2 separate regions of the Drosophila melanogaster genome follow, and region 1 is linked to region 2. A link is a contact called in public Hi-C data. All regions are on one chromosome and are shown on one strand. The core of a region is the stretch at or near the end of the contact, and the rest is flanking DNA. Distances in the headings are between cores, read along the strand shown. Region 1 holds the start of CG14882. Region 2 holds the start of cv-d (crossveinless d).

The links. Hi-C and Micro-C count contacts between places; a contact is called where the count stands out from the background.
Region 1: a contact with region 2 is called in a Hi-C map of the Kc167 cell line, with 2.2 times the contacts expected there. A contact is called at or near these places in 4 of 107 Hi-C or Micro-C datasets (the Kc167 cell line and the S2 cell line).

Annotation. Positions count from the first base shown.
Region 1 is chr3R:16,439,430-16,445,167 of dm6, forward strand. It overlaps CG14882, which reads left to right and starts at 3,778. Exons shown (of 2, transcript NM_001275708.1): 1 at 3,778-3,948; 2 at 3,999-5,581. The coding sequence starts at 3,859. The coding sequence ends at 5,273. Ttc1 (Tetratricopeptide repeat domain 1) reads right to left here and starts at 3,578. Exons shown (of 2, transcript NM_001275707.1): 1 at 2,974-3,578; 2 at 2,414-2,919. The coding sequence starts at 3,488. The coding sequence ends at 2,643. It overlaps ema (endosomal maturation defective), which reads right to left and starts at 2,232. Exons shown (of 11, transcript NM_142285.2): 1 at 1,784-2,232; 2 at 1,591-1,730; 3 at 1,379-1,527; 4 at 1,179-1,321; 5 at 1,036-1,122; 6 at 184-974. The coding sequence starts at 1,989. It overlaps Pak3 (Pak3,), which reads right to left. Exons shown (of 2, transcript NM_169719.3): 2 at 5,578-5,738.
Region 2 is chr3R:15,850,945-15,857,510 of dm6, forward strand. It overlaps cv-d (crossveinless d), which reads right to left and starts at 2,637. Exons shown (of 15, transcript NM_169676.2): 1 at 2,334-2,637; 2 at 1,784-1,983; 3 at 806-1,033; 4 at 1-744. The coding sequence starts at 2,364. Hmt-1 (Heavy metal tolerance factor 1) reads right to left here and starts at 6,526. Exons shown (of 6, transcript NM_142246.3): 1 at 6,386-6,526; 2 at 5,694-6,009; 3 at 5,439-5,638; 4 at 5,053-5,378; 5 at 4,585-4,989; 6 at 2,924-4,521. The coding sequence starts at 5,993. The coding sequence ends at 3,152.

The sequences.
Region 1 (5,738 bases), core at 2,528-5,027, 590 kb after region 2:
AGTGGACGAGTTACATACCATCTGAACGGATTGGGACATGTACCAGAATGTGACATTTTCATTACACACAAAGAAAGCAATTAGAATGAAGCAAAAATGGGGTGATCAGAGCAATGGAAAGTTACACAACATTAGCCAAAAAAAACGTCAAATTGAGTTAAGGGAAATATCCATGAATATTACCTCTATTGTGCGACATAGCATATATGAGGCACAGCGACAGCAGGGCAAGGTAATCGTTTTCGGTGCAGTCCAAAGCATGCAGGACCGTGTCTAAAAACGGTTTGGCCATCTCAGCAAAGTCAGCCTTCGTTGAGGAAGATGACTTCTGCAGCAGCTGCTTTTCCTCGTCAGTTATGTTGCGCAGTTTAATCTGCTCCGCTTCAACCGCATCTGCTTGAGAGTCCAGTTCTGTGGTGGCTGGGGATGAGGACTCCACGCCACTGTCCTCGCTAAGGGCATAGCTGGACGAGCTGGACTGACCGGTGACTGTATCCAAGGCCTGTTCGAGACTCTCGTCGGGCTCGCCGAAGCCAGGCACAACCACCTCGCGGTGCTCAACGTATGAATTAAGAATCTCGGCTGCACCCTCCTTAAAAACGCTGTGGTCACCATTGAGGATAACCCAGGCCAGAGCGTGCACCAGAGGGGCATGCGAAACCACCAGGAAGACCAATGAGAGCAGGAAAAGGGCCACGATGGAGCTCACTCGCGGATTGTGCATCTCCTGTATGTCGATGTCCACATTGCGATTAAGCACAGCAGCTAGATTCTGGGTAACCACTGCCAGTGAGGGCGGGGGCGGAGCTGGTGTAAGTGAGAATATGTACAGAGGCACGAATAGCTTATGCAGCAAGTGCTCGGTTAACACCGCGTTCAGATCCTTGATTTCCAGTAGAAGAATGTCACTCAAATAATGCAAATGATCCAGATGCTCGGCAACCAAATTGGACAGCTTTTGATTCGATTGATGGCTGCGGATGAATTAAGAAATCAATACTATAAAACGAGGGACTATATTACAATAACTCTTACTCTATATCTGTGCGAACACAAGTGTCTAGTTCAAGAATGTGTTTGCCGATAAACCAGACCAGATTACTGAAATATGGAGCAGCCGTTCTAGGGAGAAAAAAATAGTTTAATGGAGCTCATGGGACTGAAGGCAAAGGTCGTACTTGTCTCGAATAAAACGCAACATGCTTGGATTTTGAACCTTGTAGACATTTAAGGAAATGGTGCGCACTGCAATTCTCACCATTGACTCGGGATGATTAAAGAACTTAATAGCCTCTGTATACAAGGGAAAGTCATTTGTGTGCTGTAAGGAATATGTCACATTAAATGGATGTAAATATGTGTTTTAGGCAATGCAAACCTCATTGTAAAAGAAGTGTATTGTGTGAGTGTTTAACTTTAGACTTAGCGTCTTTAAAAAAAGTATATAATAGCCCATCACATCCTCGTCGGAGAAGTCAAACTTGTGCACCATGATAGAATTTACATGGTTGTTGCTCAACAGATAATCTGCAACGTCATAGGAATGATTACGTCTACTGTATTATAGAAACTGTTGAAAATTGTACTTACACAGGGACGTCTCGTTGCGTATGTTCTCAAAGAGGATGTTGAGAGTCTGAAGGAGCTGCACGCAGACGAAACTCGAGCCTCCACTCTTTTGTCGCATTATGTGCAGGAAATACGATAGCATATTCTTCTCCAAGAAGAAGCTGTTGCAAATAATTAGATTAAGGTTTATTACATTGAGATGCTTAATACTCACTCAAACACCAGCGAGTCATGCTGGTCGCCCCAAATCAGGATCTCTGCGATGCAGCGCAGCGACTCCACCAGCAGGCCACGATTACTTTCCGACACGGTGGTGTTCTTCTCCAGAATGCTGTACAGGTACTTAAGGTGCTCCAGCGACAAGCGGTTTTTGGGCCGCCCACCCCAGGGTCCGCCAAACCAGCTGCGACTCCGGAACATGTTGGCAACTAGGATGGAATCAACTGGCCACGATCCGCCTGACTGCTCTCATATCAGGGTAAGGAGGAGTGCGGGAGCGCTGTTCTCTTGGATCTTTGCATGCACTACTGCTCACGGTCACGCCACTGGGTTGGCCCACAATAAGGGGGCACCTAATGCCTGCGATTGCACGAATCTAATATTGTAATTTGCGAATGGCGATTTTTTCCAACAAATTGCTCTTCTTCTTCACGGGGAACACAAGTGTCACAGTCAGCTGTTGCTTCCGCCCATATTTATGGTTATCGGTATCGAAGTAACAGAGATGACAAGTGGCTATTTTGTTGTGATTGCATGAGAACTGCGACTGGTTCACGACTTTTAAAAACCTCTCAAAAGAACCGTTTGAATTTTGTAAAACCAGACAGTAAAATTTGGAACAAACCTCATATATTAATAGCATATCACACCATGCATTTTACATTAAATATAATTAATGGATTTTTTTGGTACCGTTTGTTATGAAAATGGGTTCACATTTGCATATTCTACAGAGGTGAAAATGTACGAGAACTGAATTTGATACGTTTTGCTACAGTTTGACTATTATTTTACACATCATCCACGAATACGGCTTTATTTGTTGATCTGCAGAGCATTAGCTAGCTAGGTTTTTATTTAAAGTTGATGGAATACGAGCCCGTGTTGGGATCCTGTTGCATTTGGAAATTCTGTGTAGACAGTCCGAACGGTTTGAGTATCATGTTGCCCAGGTCCTTTAAGCTGGACATCATCTCGTTTTTGAGCTTCTCGTTGCGCTCGTTTATAATTGGCGGCAGCCGAATCTGAGCCTCGCGAGCCTCCTGCTGACCGGGATCGATCTCAGTAACTTTTTTGTAGTCCTCCAGAGCCTCGTCGGGCTTGTCTTCTTGCTCATAGAGCTTGGCGCGCCTGTAAGATGTAATTAGACTTTAGAAATTTTAAGGGAGATATTAAAATAAAGACCTTAAAAGCACCCTCACATACTCCGGCCACAGTTCTATAGCCTTTGTGCAGTCGTCGATGGCCGCTTTGTTGGCCTCCAGCTTAATCTTGGCAGCAGCCCTGTTTCCGTAGAGAACTGCTCGCTCCTTGGAGCTGGCCGAGGGGCAAATGTCTAAGGCTTCTGTGTAGGTCTTGGCGGCGCCTTCGGCGTCGTCATTTTTGAACAACTCGTTGCCCTCAACTTTCAGCTTATCGGCCTTTTCTTTGTTAGCTGTCAGCTGCTCTGGGCTGAGATCCTTCTCCCGTTCGCGCAACTCCTCAATGGTTAGCTCAGAGTCCACTGTCGTTGGTGTCGCGATGGAATCTCCACCAGCCGCGCCCTGTTCCGCTTCGTCATCCAACGCCAGCTGGTTTTGCTTCTCCACGATCTCATCCACGTCCTTTTCGCTCTGCCGCGTGCTGGTGGCCTCTTTTTCGGTTATCTCCTCCCCGATCGCATCATGGAATTCGTCGTCACTGTTGGCGTTGCCTGCCATTCTTTTTAAAATTGATCCTTACCGAATTTACTGGAGATTTCGGTTTGTTGTTCAGCAACAAATAAAGCTCCTCATGCTAACGATAACTGTGCATATCGATAACACCGATGTCGTACAGTGTTGACAAAGGTAGGTTTCTGATTAGGTACCTTCCCAAGCTAAGAAATGTTAGGTACAGATAATTTTTAAAACAAATAATTTAAGGATAATCCTTAATGTTGTATTTGGCAAAGATGAAGACCAATTTAAAATAAACATTTAATCTTTTACAGCTTCCCTTGATAAGGGAAGCTGTAAATAAACTCTTTCCAACACTACCGCTTGTTAACGATTTGACTGCTGCCCATGCGAATTGGTAAATACGGGAAAAATGGACTTAGGAGCTTATAAATTGAGTGAATACATCCCCGCCAAGCCGCTGGTCGGTAATCTGGAGTTGTGTTTCACGGACGAAGAGCAGGTGAGTTAGGAGCTACCGTGAGAATAGCCTTTTCAAGCCTATCTTTGTAGAGACCCACCGAAACATGCGGCCAACTTAAATGCTGCGATATTTTAAAGTTCCCATTCGCCCGCCCTGATTTCCAGCCAAGTTCAGTGGAGATAAAGGAGAGCAAGGTGCTCGTGTCTGCTGATAAGGCTACAGAGACAAAACGCGTGGTGGAGCTGACTCTGGAGTCCACGTTCGATTACCAGCCCGGGGATACCATTGGAATTTTGCCTGCTAATAAACTCGAACAAGTGGAAAGTCTGCTCCATCGGCTGGAACTGTTAGACCAGGCCGACACCACTTGCCACTTAAAGTTGGTGTTCAACTGCGCCAATAAGAATGCTAAGCTACCCGCCCACATTCCAGCAACTACTACTCCCCGGGAGATCCTTACCCACTGCCTCTCCCTTAATTTTGTTCCGCAGAAGCAGCTCCTCAGCGCCCTGGCCGGATTTACAAGCGATGACAAAGAGCGTTGTTTCCTGTCCTGTCTGTCCTCTAAACAGGCCACCGAGTACTACCAATCGCTGATATTAGAGCAAGGCCTGCTTTTCATAGACATTCTTGAAGTGTGCGTCAACTGCAGGCCACCACTGGCATTCCTGGCAGAGCACTTGCCACGGCTGCTGCCGCGACCGTACTCCATTGCCAACAGTCCCTTGGAGGCTAGTAATCGCGAACTTCGCGTTATCTACTCGCTGCTCAGCCTCAAACCTGGAGTCACAACCAGCATGTTGGAGGCGGCTGCACAGCAAAGCAGTCCGGAGCATTCCAAAAAAGTAGTTATCTACCCACGAATGAGCAACCTATTCCGTTACACAGAGCGGGATGTGGGCAGAAACCAAATACTTATTGCTGTTGGCACAGGTCTGGCGCCTTTTCTTGGATTCTTAGCCCACAAGGAAGAGCTTATAAAACAGCAGCCGCAACAGCCAAGCGGGCAATCCTGGCTCTACATTGGTGCCAAGACCCCAGAAGCAGTTCTTAAGCGTGAAAAACTAATGGAGTGGCAGGAATCTTCGTTGCTCGAGCGCCTACGGATGTGTTACTCGCGAGGCGAATCCCCCAGCTACGTGCAACATATGTTGGAGGAGGACTGTGAGGATCTGGTCGAGTTCCTGATGAAGTCAGAGACTGTGTTGTACATTTGTGCCGATGGCGCCAAGATTTCGCAGTCCATTGCAGGTGTTTTAAGTCGTTGCTTGCAGAAGGCTATGCATCTCACTGAAGAAGAAGCTTCGCAGCTGTTAAAAAAACTGAGGAAGCAGGACAAATACCGCGAGGATGTTTGGCTGTAATGGACAAGTCTTAGGTGCAGTCAAAATAAAAGCTTCATTAATTAAGCCCTATAAATAAATACCTTAATATATTAGTCGTTTGTAACTCTTACAGAAAATTTGAATTTTTAGTGTGTTTGTTGTTTTTACGTACGGTTAAGGTCGTTTATTTTCATAATTGAAAATAAGTGTAGCAAAGGAACCACTTCCACTGCTCATTTGAGTAGCTAATGTATGCAAGTATTTGCACTCAGATGTTTGTAAATCAATTGCTATTATTTTAACTGCAGCCTCAATGTAAATAATTATAAAACAGAAAGCTTTGGTCGAATAAGTAAATAACGATATATTTAACAACACAAAATAAAAATTACAGTGCAAGGTAAACTAAATACATACAATTGTGAGGGCCATCTTCAATGATCGAAGTGGATGGGGACGACTACGTGTACTAAATGGATTTGGGTCTGTGTATAAAATTGACTT
Region 2 (6,566 bases), core at 1,387-3,886:
CGGCTTAGTCAATTTGTTGAGCACCAGGTGGTGGGTCAGAAAAACGGATGCTTTAGTTCCAATGCGGGGAATGATTTCATGAAAGATGTTGCGAATGGTCTCCTGGCGATAGGAGGTGCCAATGTCCACCTCCCGATAGAGTTTAGTGAGCGAATCAAAGTCCATCTCGCTGAGAAGCTTGATCACGTCGGAGAGAGTGGAGTCGTAGGGCTCCGAGAACTTGAATTCCGTTGTCTCTAGTGCTTCGGCCAGACTGTCTAAGAGCGTCCCCGCCTGGGCAATCAGCGTCTCCTGCTGCTGAGGGCTACGACCTCCAGTGGGATCGTTGGGATCCAGCCGCTGCAGCTCCAGGTTGGATGGCTCTGCTGCCATTGAGGTTTCAATATCGATGGGATTGTCGATGGGCGTCTCGTTAAGGAAATTGAGCAGCAACTCCGAGTTAATGAATTGTGCTTCTCCCGTGGATTCGAACGTGTGGATCAGGGTTGTGCCCTTGGCATGGGCCATGCTCAGATAGTAACCCGTTTCGTTGTGCGGTGACATCCCGTAGATGGCCTCATTGCCAATGATCACACTCTTCTGGTGATCGAATTCGCACGTATTGGGCGGCACGTTGCTGCGTGTAGTGTGAACCGCCTCCGAGTACGGCTTGCAGGTCTTGACCTCCGGCGTTTTGCGGATGGAGATGTAGTTTGTCCTGTTGGACACAAAGTACTCCGTGCGGCAAGTGCCGTGAATACCCAGCTACCAGTAAAAATAATAAAGTTTAAATTAGGAATTATGTATATCGGATGGTATAACTTACCTCATCCACGACGAAGGCCCCGCTGGACTTCATCTGGAACTGCAGCACCGATGCGATGGCCCGCTTGAAGTTCATGCTCCATATGGGATCGCCTTCCTTGAAGACCACATGTGAGATGGCGCCATCCTTGGTGAGAGCGATCTTGAAGGGCTTGTAGGGCGGGTACATCTCCTTGTTCTGCAGGAACTTCTCGCCGGAGTTGTTCAGCGTTACATCGTCTATGACCAGCTGTCGGGTAGAGAGCGAGCGAGAGAGAGAGAGAGCAGAGCAGAGCAGACGATTAGCCGGGAAAGCCCTGCAATAATGCTGTAATCTTCTATCGACCAGGGTCGAGCCCAACTGAACCGGCTGATAAGACGCGCCGAGACGCCGTTTATCTGGCCAGCAGAAATTAGTCAGATCGGCGCTCTCATATGGCGTACATGCACCATACCATGCCCAGGCGCAGGTCCAGATGCCTGATCACTGATAAGCGAGGGACTCTCTACTCCTAGAGAGTCACTCTCAGTCAAAACAATCAGAGCTGATTAACAAAAGGGAATGGCATTATCTGTGGGGGCTCAATGAAAGAAGTTCACAACCGAGTTCAGTTTATTGTGGCGAATCCGCTCCGATCTTTTCCAGAGTCGCTACCGCTCAGTGAATGGTTAAATTGTCTTTAATTCATCTGCGAATTCTTCTTCGTCTGCGGAGGCTGACAAGAAGTCGCGCTGCAGATGGTGATGGGGAATGGGAAGTGGAATATGGGAATGGGGGCTATAGAATGCGCCGATTGGATCGTATAAATTGATAATGAAATCAATAAATTGATTTGATTTTTCACCGATTTCCAATTGATATACACATTCTTCTACATACAAGAAGTATGAGTAAATACTAGTATGGATCGATTTGTATAAACAAAAATAATATTGAGAAACGCTTGCCGGAGATCAACTGAAACATCTCCGAAACTGGAACTGATCCTAGACAACTTACCGCCGCAGCCAAGACCAGCTCGCTTTGCCGCTGGAGCGTCAGCTTGCCCCGCACAATCCATCCGGTGGTGGGTGGCGCCTGGTGGCCCTCGTCCTGGGGCTTTGCACCCACCAGGACATTGCCCTCGTACTCGTAGAGCATCTGTTTGTTGAGGCCAATGATGCTGAAGGCATGGCCGGCATCGAAGATCAGGAACAGATCTGCCGGATAAATAGATAAATGGGAAATTGAACTTCAATTCGATGGATGCTCCTCCCATCCGCTCGTGTTCATCCATCCCTCCCGCCATCTATGTCGCATTCGCGCGGACGGGCAATAAACTCTTCAATTATCAATTGAATTTCTTATATATATATATATATAGATATATACTAAATGTGCATGTGTATATATAATATATATAAACATATTTGAATGATCGCAAAACGCTTTAATCAATGTTGCTTCTAGGTTTCTTTTTGATGCGCGCCTCGTCAATGAATAATTACGTCATATTCTTTTATTAGTTTCTGATACAGTTGGGATTATCAACTAGGTTACTCTCACGTACACACAAACACGGAACACTTGAGTAGCCTCATGGCCTGCTACTTGCTACTAGCTACTTCCTTCCGAGGTCGTGGCACTCGCTTTTCCACAGATCTTCCGACGCTTTTCACTTCGCGCACAGATTTCTCAATGTAGTATCAGTGAATATATGTATATATATTATATATAATATATATATCAACGCGACTGTATATTATCAGATTTTTCAAAGAAGCCGACGCTTTTCCTCCTTTATCGCCAACGCGTCTAATTCCCGGATCACAGCTCGACACGTCCGCTCTGTTCGCGATCCAAGCTCAAACTGAGCGGACATAACAGCCGGATGGTTGGCCTTGCTGGAGGTTTCGTTGATAAGAATCATGCTGCGAAGAGCAGCTTGGCAGCTGGGCTCTCTTACGATCTCTTGGGAAATGTCCTATAAATAGATTTTTGCCGCGTCCACTGGAACAACGTCTTACGGACCAGAAAACGGATTCTCAAATCTGATACATTCTGTTTAGAGGATTTTAAGATATCTTGCATAACATTATCTTACAATATTCCCAAGGACAATTTCGTATCCCTTCAAGACTTAATAATTTAATAAGGACTAGAAATACACAATATTGCGCTATTTATTTGGTACCAGACACATTTAAATTATATTAAATCTCGCGGATTGTCTATAAAAATCTACGTTATTTATTAGTATAAGAGTAGCATATAAGGTTACTTATAGACGAACTAAGACTTTGACGAGCTGCTCTCATACGTATAACAATACACCACAAATCACATGGAATCAGGAATATCAGAAACTACTCTGTATGTCACTTAAGGCTAGCGTGCTCCCCCATGAGCATGTCCTGCCCTGAAGTGGGCACCACCCGTTCCAGTACCACTTGGTCCTCCTGCTCCTCCTGCCCTGCGTTTCTCCGATCCCGATTCTGCACTAGCGTCTCCGTTATCAGAACCACCACTCTGTTCTGCATCTAGATTCTTGAGTTGCTGTTGCCACATGTCCGCGTAGATGCCATCTTCGCGCAGCACAAGCTCTTCGTGTCGCCCACGCTCCGCTATGCTTCCCTGCTGCAGGACCAGAATCTCGTCCGCATGGATGATGGTGGAAAGACGATGGGCAACAATGATGGTGGTACGATTTGCGCACACCCTGGCCAAAGCAGCCTGAATATTGCGTTCTGTGTGGGTGTCCAAAGCTGAGGTGGCTTCATCCAGGAGCACAATAATGGGCGCCTTAAGAAGCGTTCTGGCGATGGCTACGCGTTGCTTTTCACCTCCACTGAGCCGCAGACCTCGTTCGCCCACCTTTGTCTCATATTTCTCCGGAAAGCCGAGAATCCTTTCGTGAATGTCGGCGGCGCGAGCAGCCTCATAGACAGCTTCGTCCGAAGCGCCCAACTTGGCATATTCAATGTTGTAGAAGATGGTGTTGTTAAAGAGAACCGTATCCTGGGGCACCACTCCAATGGCCTTTCGCAGACTCTGCTGCTGCACAAGCTTGATGTTTTGTCCGTCAATCAGGATAGCACCAGTCTGCACATCGTAAAAGCGGAAAAGCAGCCGCATGATGGTGCTCTTACCGGCTCCAGAGGGTCCAACAATCGCTACCGTCTTACCGGCCGGAACTGTGAAGCTCACATTGCGCAGCACTATCTTCTCCGGTGAATAGCCAAAGGTCACGTTTGAGAACTCAATGCCACCGCCGGCAGTTAGAAGGGGCGAACAGCCTGGGGCATCCACAATCTCTTCCTCCTCTTTCAGCAGATCGAACATGTTCTCCATGTCCACGAAGTTCTTCTGTATGGCTCGGTAATAGGTGCCGAACCAATTCAGTGGCATGTACAATTCCATCAGATAGGTGGAGAAGAGCACAAAATCGCCCACGGTGAGGGTTTGATGGTGAACTACCAAGTATACACAGAGCAGCGATCCGGCCAGTAGGCCCAAGCACAAAATAATATTCTGGGCTGTGTTCAGCATGTTGAGTGTCAGCATTGAGAGGAACTCTTCCTTTTGGTACTTGAGAATGGCCTCCCTGTAGCAATCCACCTCGTAGTGCTCCGCTCCGTAGTACTTGACTGTTTCGAAATTGAGAAGGGAGTCCACGCTGCGAGCTCGCTGCTCATTGTCCGCCAGGTTCATTCTCCTCTGGTACTTGGTTCTCCATTCAGTGATTGCAATGGTAGAGGCTGTAAAACGGAAGGATATTTTGAAATACGAATGGAATTAATCGAATAATTTTTATCACTTACCTATATACAGGAACATGGTGAGGAAGACGATTAGGCCAAACCACCAATTGAAGGCGTAAACAAAGTATGCCACGGCAACGAGTAGATCGAGAATGGTTGGTGCGATCGAGAAGACAATATAGTTGAGGAGGTTGTTGATCGAGTCCGTGCCGCGATCCATGACACGCAACACCTCTCCCGTTTTGCGTTGCAAGTGCCATCTAAGCGAAAGCTGGTGCAGATGCCGGAACAGCTCAATCTCGATCTCCCGGGTCGTGTACTGTTGAACCCGTATCCAGAGGAAGGTGCGAAGGTTATTAAATAATCCCATGCTACCAGTGCCGCCACCCTGGAGGAAGGACAATGCCACATAGATCAGCACAAAGTCCCAGCGAAAGACGATCGGTGCAATGGTAAGACTGTCAACTGTCGAAACAGGAGATTAGCAATGAATTACTTAACGAATTACGTTCATAATTCTTGACCTACCCAACTTCTTGCGATAAATCGGCAAAAACAGCTTTATGACTCGACCGGCAAGCAGCAGTATAATGCAAACGATGACGGCTATCTGCAGAGCAATATTCTTTTTAGGCCAGAGGTACGGAAAGACGGTGCGCAGCTTGCGCCATCCGTTCCTGAAAGCAGATCCTGTCTGCACGTTTCCCTGCGATTCGTTGGCGGTATCATTGTCCAGCCGCTGATGTGGATTGTACGGGGCCATGATGCCAGGAGCTTTCAGACCCAAAACGAAGATGAGCAGGGAGCACAGGAACCGGGTGACAAACAAGCCCATCTCAATTTGATCCTTGTTCCTGCGAGTAGTAAAGGCGGTACTATAGATTATCCGTTTTACAGCCGTTTGCATTACTTACGTTTTTAGGTGGAACCACCAGTCCTCGTGGCGCAAATTTATGAAGGCCAGCGACTCGTTAATGAAAGCCAACGTCCAGAATAGCAATAGAACAAGTCCATGTCCTCGGGTGGGCATTGAGGGCAGCTGGTAGTAGCGCTCCTTGAGTATCAAACAGATGCTGAACGGGTAGGAGAAGCACACAACGCAAGTGGAGAAGATCTGCAGAAAAGATTTCGATCAGTAATTGTTTCTTCTTGATCATTTTCATACTTACCATATAGCCGTACACCGCACTATCTGGATAAATACGTGCATTCATCAGAAACCGCAATAGAGCCAAAACCGGGAGCAGGAGCAACAGAAAGAGTTGCATCGCGAACAGTCGTGACTTGGAGATTTGCGTGGGATCCGTAATCCTGGTGGCATACTTCCGGTACATCAGCAACTGAATGCTGCCGAAGAGCAGAAGGAATCCACCGTATACCGCCGGTCCCACGGTGTCCATGAAGCAATGCGAGATGCCATGCTGCGTCCACACCTCGCTGAGGGTCACGTTGGGCGGGCAGTACAGCATGGTGAAGTCGGTGTACCTGCGCGGCGACGAGGAAAGGCAATTGCGGAACGATAAGCTCTGATAGAAACGTGCCAGATAAAGTGGAGCTGTCACTGGGAAACAGCTCGGTGAACACAATTGCTTTGTTTTATGGGCTGGCGGCAATTTCGCAATTATTCACCCAAATTATCAGACGCCCCCAAAGGGGAAATCACTATTTTTTTCCTCCGGGTAAGCGGAGTGCAGATTGTGAATTGATAATTGGTGCCCTTGCAGCACGGCACCAAGAGATCCGAAATACCCTGGAGTCCGGCAACCGTGGAAACTGCAACTCATCCAGCCCATTGGATATGCTAAATTATGCAATGTTGCGTATGCTCGATTCGCCGGCGGGTCTAGTGCTCCCCTCTTACCCGCTATAAGAAGTCGCGATCTGGTGGAAACACCGCAATCAGTCGTGTGACAGGTGATAACTCAACTAATGGACAACTGGCGGGCAACTCCGACCCAATCACCACCAACTACGATCAACATAAATAATTTTGACCCAAGGGTTCGGTATGGCCGTTTCTGCTTACACACAACATACCACAT